Linked DNA regions of Pan troglodytes: region 2 is linked to region 1. Evidence: chromatin contacts called from public Hi-C data. All regions are on one chromosome and are shown on one strand. The core of a region is the stretch at or near the end of the contact, and the rest is flanking DNA. Distances in the headings are between cores, read along the strand shown. Region 1 holds the start of INTS4 (integrator complex subunit 4). Region 2 has its middle 17 kb from the start of THRSP.

What was found. A called contact is a pair of places that touch in the nucleus more often than the background predicts.
Region 2: a contact with region 1 is called in a Hi-C map of stem cell-derived neural progenitor cells, with 2.7 times the contacts expected there. The contact joins the enhancer-like site here to the promoter of INTS4 in region 1. A contact is called at or near these places in 2 of 7 Hi-C or Micro-C datasets (blood and stem cell-derived neural progenitor cells) and 1 of 1 datasets of contacts at active chromatin or transcription factors (stem cell-derived excitatory neurons).

The regions. Positions count from the first base shown.
Region 1 is chr9:80,019,436-80,024,813 of NHGRI_mPanTro3-v2.0_pri, forward strand. It overlaps INTS4 (integrator complex subunit 4), which reads right to left and starts at 1,477. Exons shown (of 23, transcript XM_003313222.6): 1 at 971-1,477. The coding sequence starts at 1,024.
Region 2 is chr9:80,069,695-80,075,029 of NHGRI_mPanTro3-v2.0_pri, forward strand. No RefSeq gene overlaps it. Among named protein-coding and RNA genes, the nearest start is that of THRSP, 17 kb to the right of the region's middle. Within about 2 kb of position 2,442, at least 12 of the 24 cell types and tissues checked have an H3K27ac peak or open chromatin away from gene starts, as enhancers often do. A contact at or near this core is called in stem cell-derived neural progenitor cells, where this site is marked.

The sequences.
Region 1 (5,378 bases), core at 227-2,726:
TATTATGTATTGACATATTTTGTATTATGTATTAACATATTTTAATGCTGGATGAATGAATCGATGTAAAGTTTAAGGATCAGTATCCTGCTGGATGCTCTAAGCCTTGCCACTCTACAAGTCTAAGGATCTAAGAATGCAACCAATGCACTGGTGTAAATTTGGGGGCATGTCAGGAATGCAGAATCTTGCCTCACCTCCTCTGCTTGACTTATCAAATAGAATCGACATTTGAACAACGTCCCCAGGTAATTTGTATACACATTAATATCTGAGAAATAGGACATCAGGATGATTTAGGATCAACCCTAGCAACATCTACGTGGAGACACATGGAGCATCACTGACTCCTGACAGGGACTCTACCCACCTGTCACAACTTCATGGTGAGGAAGGTACTGCCCTCCTTCCTAGGTGAGCTGTTCTACCAATAGAGAGCTCTTCCCCTATGAAGTCTGTGACCCCCGCCTGCTTAGACTGCGCCTGAAGGAATTCTATAGACCCTTCTTTCAGCCCCTTAGAACCTTGTGTATATTCCAACTGGTCCCTGGGAGGTTTTTTTTTGGAACGGGGCTGCGGGGAGGCTAGAAGGGGCTCTGCTGCTAACTGGCTGTATCCTCGTACCCCTCCGGAAGGCTCAATGTCCACATCTGGAAAACGAGGATGCTAATGTAACGCGATGGAGCAAAGTTGTGTGAGAGAATAAAATGAAATAACGGATAAGACAGTTTCGTAAATTAAAAAACACTGTTTCTCCTAATAATTTTTTAAAAATCCTGTCAGACTTCACATATTAATGACAACAGCGGCTGCAAACTAACACGCCCACTAACTTGCAATATCAGAGATTATCAACAAGTCAGCACTTAACACGGGCGTATGGAGCCTCTTCTGTTCCGGCAAAGTGCCTGGGATTTGGATAATCTACCCTGGTCCGGATCGGTTCTGGATCTTTCCCGCCAGAGCTTACCTGAACCACTTTCGTGAATTCCTCATAAACCCGCTTCTTAAGGTGCGCCGCCATGCCTACCCGCGGGCCCTCTCAGCTTCCGTACACTAGGAGGGAGGCGGGGGTGGACGGATCCGGAAAACTTGCGTAGGCGCGGGGGGTGGGTGGATGACTTGCCGAGATCCCACAAGGCAGTGAGATTTGGGGAAAGAGCGACCGCTTCCTGTTGCTCGACTGCCTCGCCACTGTACGGACTGATTTGGCGGCCTACGCCGGAAGAACGGAAATAAGAGCTTCGCTTGTGGGAGGCGGGGCCTCTGGCGGGAGGAGCTGAGACTGAAAGGGTGGGCAACCCAATGGGAGCTTTGGGAGGCTGGCTGGTGGCCTCGGAGTGGCTAAGAGACTAGCGCGGCGCGGCGCGAAGGGAGGGAGGGAGGAAGTACAGGTTAAAGGGCAGAGGCGGGGTGCTCCAGAGCTAGAGGCAAAACCCGGAGCTCTGTGAGGGGTTTACGACTCGTCAAAAAACTCAGAGGCTCGGCTGACTTTCCCATCATCCTTTGCTGTACACGATGCTGTTTGTAGGTTTCCTGAGCACTGCCTTTGTTCAAGCTGTGCGCCACCTCTCTTGTTTTGGGGTGCCTTTCCATACTTCCTTATTCCAGTTTTGCAAAAGCTGCCATCCTTTAAGGCATCAGTCCCTGCTCTGATAGCTATAGTACAGTAGAAGACTTCTGAGACCAAGGATAAAGCAACAAAGCTACAGACTACAGCTCTGGTTCTTGAGCAAATGGCTCAACTACAAATGCATTTATAATAACTAACCTGACAAAGATGTGACAATGGAGTGAAATAATGCAGGAACATTTTACAGACTGTAAGGTGTAGTGCACATGTTAGTGTCAGTAAATCCAAGGTCAAGTTTTACAACCTACATGAAACTAGCTGTTCATTATTTTGGTCTTTCAAAAGAATGTGGGCCAGGCGCGGTGGCTCATGCCTGTAATCCCAATACTTTGGCAGGCCGAGGCGGATGGATCACTTGAGGTCAGGAGTTCGAGACCAGCCTGGCCAACATGGGGAAACCCCGTCTCTACTAAAAATACAAAAATTAATCGGGGCATGGTGGCACACGCCTGTAATCCCAGCTTCTTGGGAGGTTGAGGCAGAAGAATCACTTGAACATGGGAAGCGGAGGTTGCAGTGAGCCAAGATCGCGCCACTGCACTCCAGCCTGGGCGACAGAGCGAGACTCCGTTATCAAAAAAAAAAAAAAAGAATTAATGTGGGATAGTTTAAAAAAAAAAAAGCAGGAGGCTGAGGTGGATACAGAGGACCCAAAAATAAACAAAAGATAGTATTTATCCTCAAGGCCCTACAATCTGAGAAGACAGACACCCAAACTGATGGTGACAGTGCAACTGAAATGTGCTGGGTAACGGGAATGAATGTGGTTCAAACAGACCTAATTTCTTCAGAGTGCCTCAGGGAAGGCTTTCCTAAAATTAGAGGAAACTGGGAGTGGTGGCTCACGCCTATAATCCCAGCACTTTGAGAGGCCGAGGCGGGCAGATCACCTAGTTCAGAAGTTTTGAGACCAGCCTGGGCAACATGGCGAAATCTACTTTAAAAATACAAAATTTAGCTGGGCATGATGGTGGCCCACGCCTGAAATCCCAGTTACTCTGGAGGCTGAGGCGGGAAAATCGCTTGGGCCTGGGATGTGGAGGTTGCAGTGAGCCGAGATCGAGCCACTGCACTCCAGCCTGGGCAACAGAGTGAGACCCTGTCTCCAAAAAAAAAAAAAAAAAAAAGGCTGGGCGTGGTGGCTCACCCCTATAATTCCAACACTTTGGGAGGCCGAGGCAGGCGGATCACCTGAGGTCGGGAGTTCGAGACCAGCCTGGCCAACATGGTGAAACCCCGTCTCTCCTAAAAATACAAAAACTAGCCGGGCGTCGGGGTGGGTGACTGTAATCCTAGCTACACGGGAGGCTGAAGCAGGAGAATCGTTTGAACCCAGGTGGCAGCGGCTGCAGTGCGCCGAGATCGGGCCTCTGTACTCCAGCCTGAGCAACAGAGCGAGACTCTGTCTCAAGAAAAAAAAAGAAAAAAAAAAAGGAAACTATTTCTAATGCAGCTTTAAAAGAATGAGTTTTTCCAGAAACAAAGGCATCCCAGACCGCCGAGATAAGATATACAAATATGTCAAGGGAAATGAAAAACATTTAGCAAACAGTACCTTTAATAAAGCTTAGCTGCTATTATTACCATTATCATATTCTATCAAATCTAAGCTGCCAGCAATTGTAAAATCAATATTTTATTTATTATGTTAAGAAAAGAAATGCTGAAATTAAATACAATGGTTTCTAATTGCTTAGATTTGTTATGCATACTTACAGAAACAGCTCTTTTTAACTTATTTAGACATAGATTTGTATCTTACCTCGCACTGCTGTTTCCATGTCTTCCTGTGCACATAAGAACTTTTTAATGCCAAATTATAGGGTAATCTATTTGGAGATATATTTAATAGTAATTTAAAATAACACATGTAATTCCAAAATTGCACAGAGCTCAGTCGAAGCAATGACACCATGAACTGCTACGACTCAGTATACATATGAGCGATTGGCCAACATCTCCTGATTTCGGAGACATTAAATGTGCATCATAGCATCAATGATACAGAGTATTATCATCGTTATTAAATACATGGCGGCCAGGTGCGGTGGCTCACACCTGTAATCCCAGCACTTTGGAAGACCAAGGTGAGAGGATAGCTTGAGCTCAGGAGTTGGAGACCAGCCTGTGCAACATGGTGAAAACCTATCTCTACCAAAAATACAAAAAATTAGCTGGGCGTGGTGGCATATGCCTGTAGTGCCAGCTACTCGGGAGGCTGAGGTAGGAAGATTGCTTGAGCCCGCTTGGCAGAGATTGCAGTAGCTGAGATCGCACCACTGCACTCCAGCCTGGGTGACAGAATGAGACCCTGTCTCAAAATAATAAATAAATAAATAAATAAATAAATAAATGCATGGCTTTAGGAAGGAGTTTGGTGCATTCCGAAAACCAAAGGAACTTCAGTTCATGTTGAAAGTTAAGTGCATGCAGGGAACAGAAGAAGCAATAAAAATAAAGTTGAGGCCAGGCATGGTGCCTCATGCCTGTAATCCCAGTACTTTGGGAGGTGGTAGGTGGGAGGATCCCTTGAGCTCAGGAGTTCCAGACCAGTCAGTGCAACAGAAAGAGACCCTGTCTCTATATTTAAAAAAAAAAAAAAAAAAAAAAAAAATTTATATGGAGTTTATCTCTGTCACCCAGGCTGCAGTGCAGTGGCACAATTGTGGCTCCCTGCAGCCTCGATCTCTGAGGTTCAAGCGATTCTCCTGCCTCAGCCTCATGAGTAGCTGAGATTACAGGCATGCGCCACCACACCCAGCTAATCTTTTTGCATTTTTAGTAGAGACAGGGTCTCACCATGTTGCCGAGGCTGGTCTCAAACTCCTGACCTCAAGTGATCTGCCCACCTCGGCCTCCCGAAGTGCTGGGATTACAGGCATGAGCCACCATGCCTGGCTATATAAATTTTTTTTAATTATAAATAAATAAATTTGAGAAGTTGGTATAGCCAACTTCTCAATGAGCCAGATTGGTATAGAAACAAGAACACACATTCTTTAATGTTGAATTGAAAAACCGTCTTTATTGTATTGATGCCATTTTCCTTTGACTTTTATTATTACTTATGAAAATACATTAAGGTTCACCTGTGAATGAATCCGTGAGGCTTCAGTCTTCTCTCTCTCTTGCATAACAGCAGCCCAACTTAGTAACTTCTTCTCTACCTGCTGGTTCAGAACAAGAGCCCCAGTGGTCTGGGGACAGTCTCATTACATGTCCAATGTAATGAACAATGACTATGTTCTCTAGGGCAACTGTTCCTCCCTTGGGGAGTAAGTATTCCAAACCTACTGAGCCCAAGAATTCATAAATGAATTATTAGGTGTAAAAGAGAGAGGAACTGCTCCTATCTCCACCCTTTGATACCCAGACCCATGTTCTAACTGTGGGAGAAGCAGTACTATATTTTAGCTGTTGGTATAAGGCATATGCCACAAACAGCAGCCCAAACTCACAATGTGTTGGCTCTTGACTAGCGCTATAACTGAATCTCCAAAAGGTTATTATTCTGCTTTATTATAGCACCTACATCTGAATGATAGGGTTCCTGGCAAGACCAAGAAGTTTCTTCACTACAATTTTCTCAGCATAAAATAAGCTCCTTAATCAGAAGCAATGTGTGGAGTACTATGATAATGAATGAGGCATCCATAGATGATGGAGCTGGCAGAAATATTGCAGGCAGGGAAGTCAAATCTGAATTTGGAATATGAATCTATTCCTGTGAGGAAAAATCACTGCT
Region 2 (5,335 bases), core at 1,192-3,691, 51 kb after region 1:
AGGCCCCAAAGGCAGAAACAAGGCCAGAGTTGCTGATCCTAAAGTGAGGCTGGACCACCCACCTAGGATTCCCCAGAAGGGAGAACAGAGTTAAAACCCACCTCTTCACCTACTTCCTGACCACAAAGACAGGCGACATCCCCAGAAGCTGGAGGGGAAATTTCTCTGGACAGAGTTGTCAACGTGCTCCCTCAGCCTGTTCCCCAGCCCACACCCCAAAACAGGGAGTAGAGGGCGCTGCTCTCCCTCACCTCTAACCAGGTGAGCGAGGCTTTAGGAGAACTATCTGGGGAGTCTTGGAGGTGGAGACTCTGGGGTCTGGAATCTGCCTGGCACCTAGCAGGGTGTGGAGGGGCTGCTAGGCAGGGGCTGCACTGCCAGCTGTGTGCTTCCTGTGACCCACATGTGGACCCCGCAGAAAAATCTTCCTGAAAAGGACCTGGGGGAAGAGAGCTTCTATCTAGGGGTGAGGGGACTCTGGCAGAATGAGACTGGAGGTGTGAGGAGGGTTGTAGTAGCTGAGGGGCAGTAAGTGAGTATAACCCCCAGTAGGTTCTTCCGCCCACTGCACAGAGAAAACCAATTCACTGAGACCACGCAGCATTGTAATAAAGATATAGTTTAATTGCCACAAGGCCAGCCATGCCGCACAGGAGACGGAGTTATTTCTCAAATTGTTAGCAGTAGTGAATCTGTACGGGTCTGTAGTAACCTCCATTCTTGCCTCCTCAGAGGAAAGAATTAGTCGGAGGGGCATAAGGCAGAGGGAGTGACCAAGGCAAGTTTTAGAGCAGGAGTGAAAGTTTATTAAAAAGTTTTAGAGCAGGAACAAAAGGAAGTAAAGTACACTTGGAAGAGGACCAAGCAGGTGACTTGAGAGATCCTTGTCCGGTTTGACATTGGACTTGAAGCTTTATACCTTGGCATGCTTCCGGGGTTTTGCGCCTCCCCTCCCTTGATATTTCCTTGGTGCGGGCTGTCCACATGCACAGTGGCCTGCCAGCACTTGGGAGGGGCCCGCATGTGTAGTATGTTTACTGAAGTTGTTCACATGCTCATTTCAGGCATTTTTCTCTTACCAGTCAAGTGTTCCTAGAGGAAGGTCACACACAAGTTAAGCTGTGCCATTTTGCCTCGTAGGTGTGAATGCTCAAGCCCACTCACCCAACTCCTGAGATCTTTTTTTGAGACAGGGTCTCACTTTGTCACCCAGGCTGGAGGGCAATGGCACAAACACAGCCCACTGCAGCCTTGACCTCCCAGGCTCAAGCAATCCTCTTGCCTCCGCCCTCAAGTAGCTGGGACTACCAACACATGTCACCACGCCCAGCTAATTTTTTTGTATTTTTTGTAGAGACAAGGTTTGCCATGTTGCCCAGAGTGGTCTTGAACTCCTGAGCTCAAGCAATTGCCTGCCTTGGCCTCCCAAAGTACCAATCTTAGGTTCTACGATAGTGATGTTATCTGCAGGAGTAATTGGGGAAGTTGCATATCTTCCCTCTGCCTCTGGAATAATGGTTGGCAATCGTTTATGTCTGCACCTTAGCAGAACTCAGGCTCAACATCCTCCTGACCTGGTTGGTCTTTCATTAGCTTTACAAAGGCAGTTGAGTTTTGGAGAAGGGCTGCTATCATTTAAACTATAAACTAAATGTCTTCCAAAGTTAGCTTGGCCTAAACCCAGCAGTGACCAAAGGCAGTTTGGAGGTTAAAGGCAAGATGAGGGTTGGTTAGATCAGATGTCTTTTGCGGCCCTAATTTTCTCACTGTTACAGTTTTTGCAAAGGCAGTTTCATAAGCAGCCCTGGGGGAGACAGCCCCTCTTTATAAGGGTACTACTGAGGAGAGATGTGAGGGTTTTCATAGCGCCCGTCAAAGTGCTCCCAAAAGCCCAGAGTACTCAGGTCCTCCTCAGACGTTGCTGCCCCTACCGCTTCTCCCCCACTCCATCCAGGTAGAGTCCGAGGCAGCCTGTGTAAGGGCAGGAGGAGCAGAAGAGCTGGGTGAGGACGCAGGGAGGCTGCCGGTCCTCTCCCCAGTCAGCAGGTGTCCCAGTTAGAGGCAGCCTCAGGAGGGGGCGTTTGCCAGAATAATGGCCTGCACTTAGACACAAGCTGGAATTACCTGACAGTAAACCGGGGAGGACTCCGAGAAAAGCGAGTGATCTGCCGAGATTTCCCCCAGAAACAGCAAAAAAGGAGTCCACAGAATCAGTTCGCAAGGGCAGGAGCAGGAAAGAAAGAGATCGGCTCAGTGCTTTTCCCTCCTAAGTCAAGCCCCTTTAGTAAACCAGCTACAGAACATCGACGCTGTCTATGTGGTGAGGGTGTCTTGGAAAGATGAGAGGATTTGACAATTGTGAGCCGGAAAGCTCGCATGTTGGCGGGAGGCCAGGGTCCCCGCAACTCCAGGCCTGGGCCTGCCCGGCAGCGCCCTCTGCTGGCCGGAGCCGCGACGGCGGGGGCCCCGCCTGAACCGGAGCCCTGAGCCTGGGGCTGGGAGTCCAACCTTCCCAGAGTCTGCAGTTCATTGGGGACAGGCATACATGCATGGATTGAGCCACCCACGATAAGAGGCGCACCTTGCAATGAGAGGAGAGCCTATCCTAAAGGGGAAGGGGGCTGATCTGGCGAAAATGTCAGCGCGGGGGCTGAGGCTGGACTTAAGGGGGCGAGGTTAGGAAGAGCTGAGCAAAGATTTGGAAGTTATGGTGGAGTTTGGGAGAGAGTGCAGGCATGCTGGAGAATCATCAGTATATATGTATGTATGTATCTTGCTATTTCATGCCTCTGAACTTTTGCTGAGGCTTGCATTTATTCCTAGAAAACATTTCTCACTTTTCCTTTTCTGTTGTTATAAGTACTTAATCTATTCAAAAATATTAGATGATGAATATATAAATATTCATGTAGCCATTACTAAGCTTGGGAAATAAGACCTAATGAATATAAAGTACTCATGTACGCTTCCCTTTTTCCCCTCCCTCCACCCAGATGGCTCCTTCAATTTGCTTTTTCATTCCAACGTTTAAGTTTGTGTTTACTACCTATGTAGGTATAAAGAATATACAGATACATGAAATCATAATTTTGGGGTTTTTTTTGAGACAGCGCATTGCTCTGTAGCCCAGGCTGGAGTGCTGTGGCAATGATCACGGCTCACTGCAGCCTTGACCTCCTGGGCACAAGCAATCCTCCTGCCTCAGCCTCTTGAGTAGCTGGGACCATAGGCGCATGCCACCACACCCAGCTAACTTAAATTTTTTGTAGAGATGGGGTCTCTTTATGCTGCCCAGGTTGCAAAAATATTTTTTAATAGAGATGGGGCCTCTCACTATGTCACCCATCTTGGTGTCAGACTCATGGCCTCAAGCAATCCTCCTACCCTGGCCTCCCAAAGTGCTAGGATTACAGCCCACCATACCCAGCCAGAAAAATTTTAATAGGTATATATTTTATTAAATATACTATATCCTGGCCAGGCACGGTGGCTCATGGCTGCAATCCTAGCACTTTTGGAGGCTGAGGTAGGGGCATCACTTGAGGCCAGGAGTTCAAGACCAGCCTGGACAATGTGACAAAACTTATATTTCTTTTTTTTTTTTTTTTTTTGAGACAGAGTCTCGCTCTGTTGCCCAGGCTGGAGTGCAGTGGCACAATCTCAGCTCACTGCAAGCTCCGCCTCCTGGGTTCACGCCATTCTCCTGCCTCAACCTCCCGAGTAGCTAAGACTACAGGCGCCTGCCACCACACCTGGCTAATTTTTTGTATTTTTAGTAGAGACGGGGTTTCACCATGTTAGCCAGGATGGTCTCGATCTCCTGACCTCATGATCCGCCTGCCTCGGCCTCCCAAAGTGCTGGGATTACAGGCGTGAGCCACTGTGCCCAGCCAAATTATATTTCTTGTCTCTACAAGAAATAAAAAAATTAGCTGGACTTGGTGGCACATGCCGGTAGTCCCAGCTACTCGGGAAGGCTGAGGTGGGAGAATCCTTTGAGCCTGGGAAGTTGAGGCTACAGCAAGCCGTGATTATGCCACTGTACTCCAGCCTGGGTGACAGAGTGAGATCTTGACTCAAAAAAAACAAAACAGGCCAGGTGCAGTGGCTCATGCCTATAATCCCAACACTTTGGGAGGCCGAGGCAGGCAGATCACCTGAGGTCAGGAGTTCCAGACCAGCCTGACCAACATGGTGAAACCCCGTCTCTACTAAAAATACAAAAATTAGCTGGGTATAATGGCTCACGCCTGTAATCCTAGCTACTCGGGAGGCTGAGGCAGGAGAATCACTTGAACCTAGGACGCAGAGGTTGCAGTGAGCTGAGATTGCACCACTGCACTCCAGCCTGGGCGACAGAGTGAGACTCCATTTCAAAACCAAAAACAAACAAAAAAATAAAATAATAAAATAAAAACAAAACAAAAATACAAGGCACCAAAGCAAGGTAACAGGCGCCTGCAGTCTGAGCTAATGAGGAAGCTGAAGTGGGAGGATGGTTTGAGCCTTGGAGCTTGAGACCGGCCTAGGCAACATCGCGAGACTTCATCTCAAAAAAGAAAGAAAAAAATACCATGGCATGTAAAAACAAAATTGAAAGGGATGAGTGTGGTAGGCACAATAATGGCCCCCAAAGATGCCCCCTTCCTAATTCCTGAACCTGTAAATGTTAGGTTACATGGCAAAGGGAAATTAAGGGGGCAGATGGAGTTAAGATTGCTAATCAGCTAACCTTAAGATGGAAAGATTATCCTGAATTATCCAGCAGTACCCAATGTAACTGGAAGAGGGAGAACCAGAGAGGCAGCATGAAAAGGTGTTCCTGGCTTTGAACACAGAGGAAAAGATTACAAGCCAAAGATTGCAGGCAGCCTCTAGGAGCCAGAAAAGACAAGGAACGAATTCTCCCCAGAGCCTCCAGAAAGGAGGGCAGCCCTGCTGACCCCTTGATTTTACGCTGGTGAGACCCATGTTGGACTTCTGACCTCCAGGATTATAAGGTAATAAGTGTCTGTTGCTTTAAGCCCCTAGGTTTGTGTTCATCTGTTACAACAGCAATACAAAATTAATACAAGGAGCGTGACCGGCGGCGAATCCGTATGGGTCTGCCGCAACCTCAGTTCTTGGCTCCTCAGCAGAAAGAATTCGACTGAGGCACATAAGGCAGAAGGAGAAACCGAGACAAGTCTTAGAGCAGGAGTGAAAGTTTATGAAAAGCTTTAGAGCAGGAAAGGAAAGAAAGTACACTTGGGGCTGAGTGTGGTTGCTCACGCCTGTAATCCCAGCACTTTGGGAGGCTGAAGCGGGTAGATCACGTGAGGTCAGGAGTTCAAGA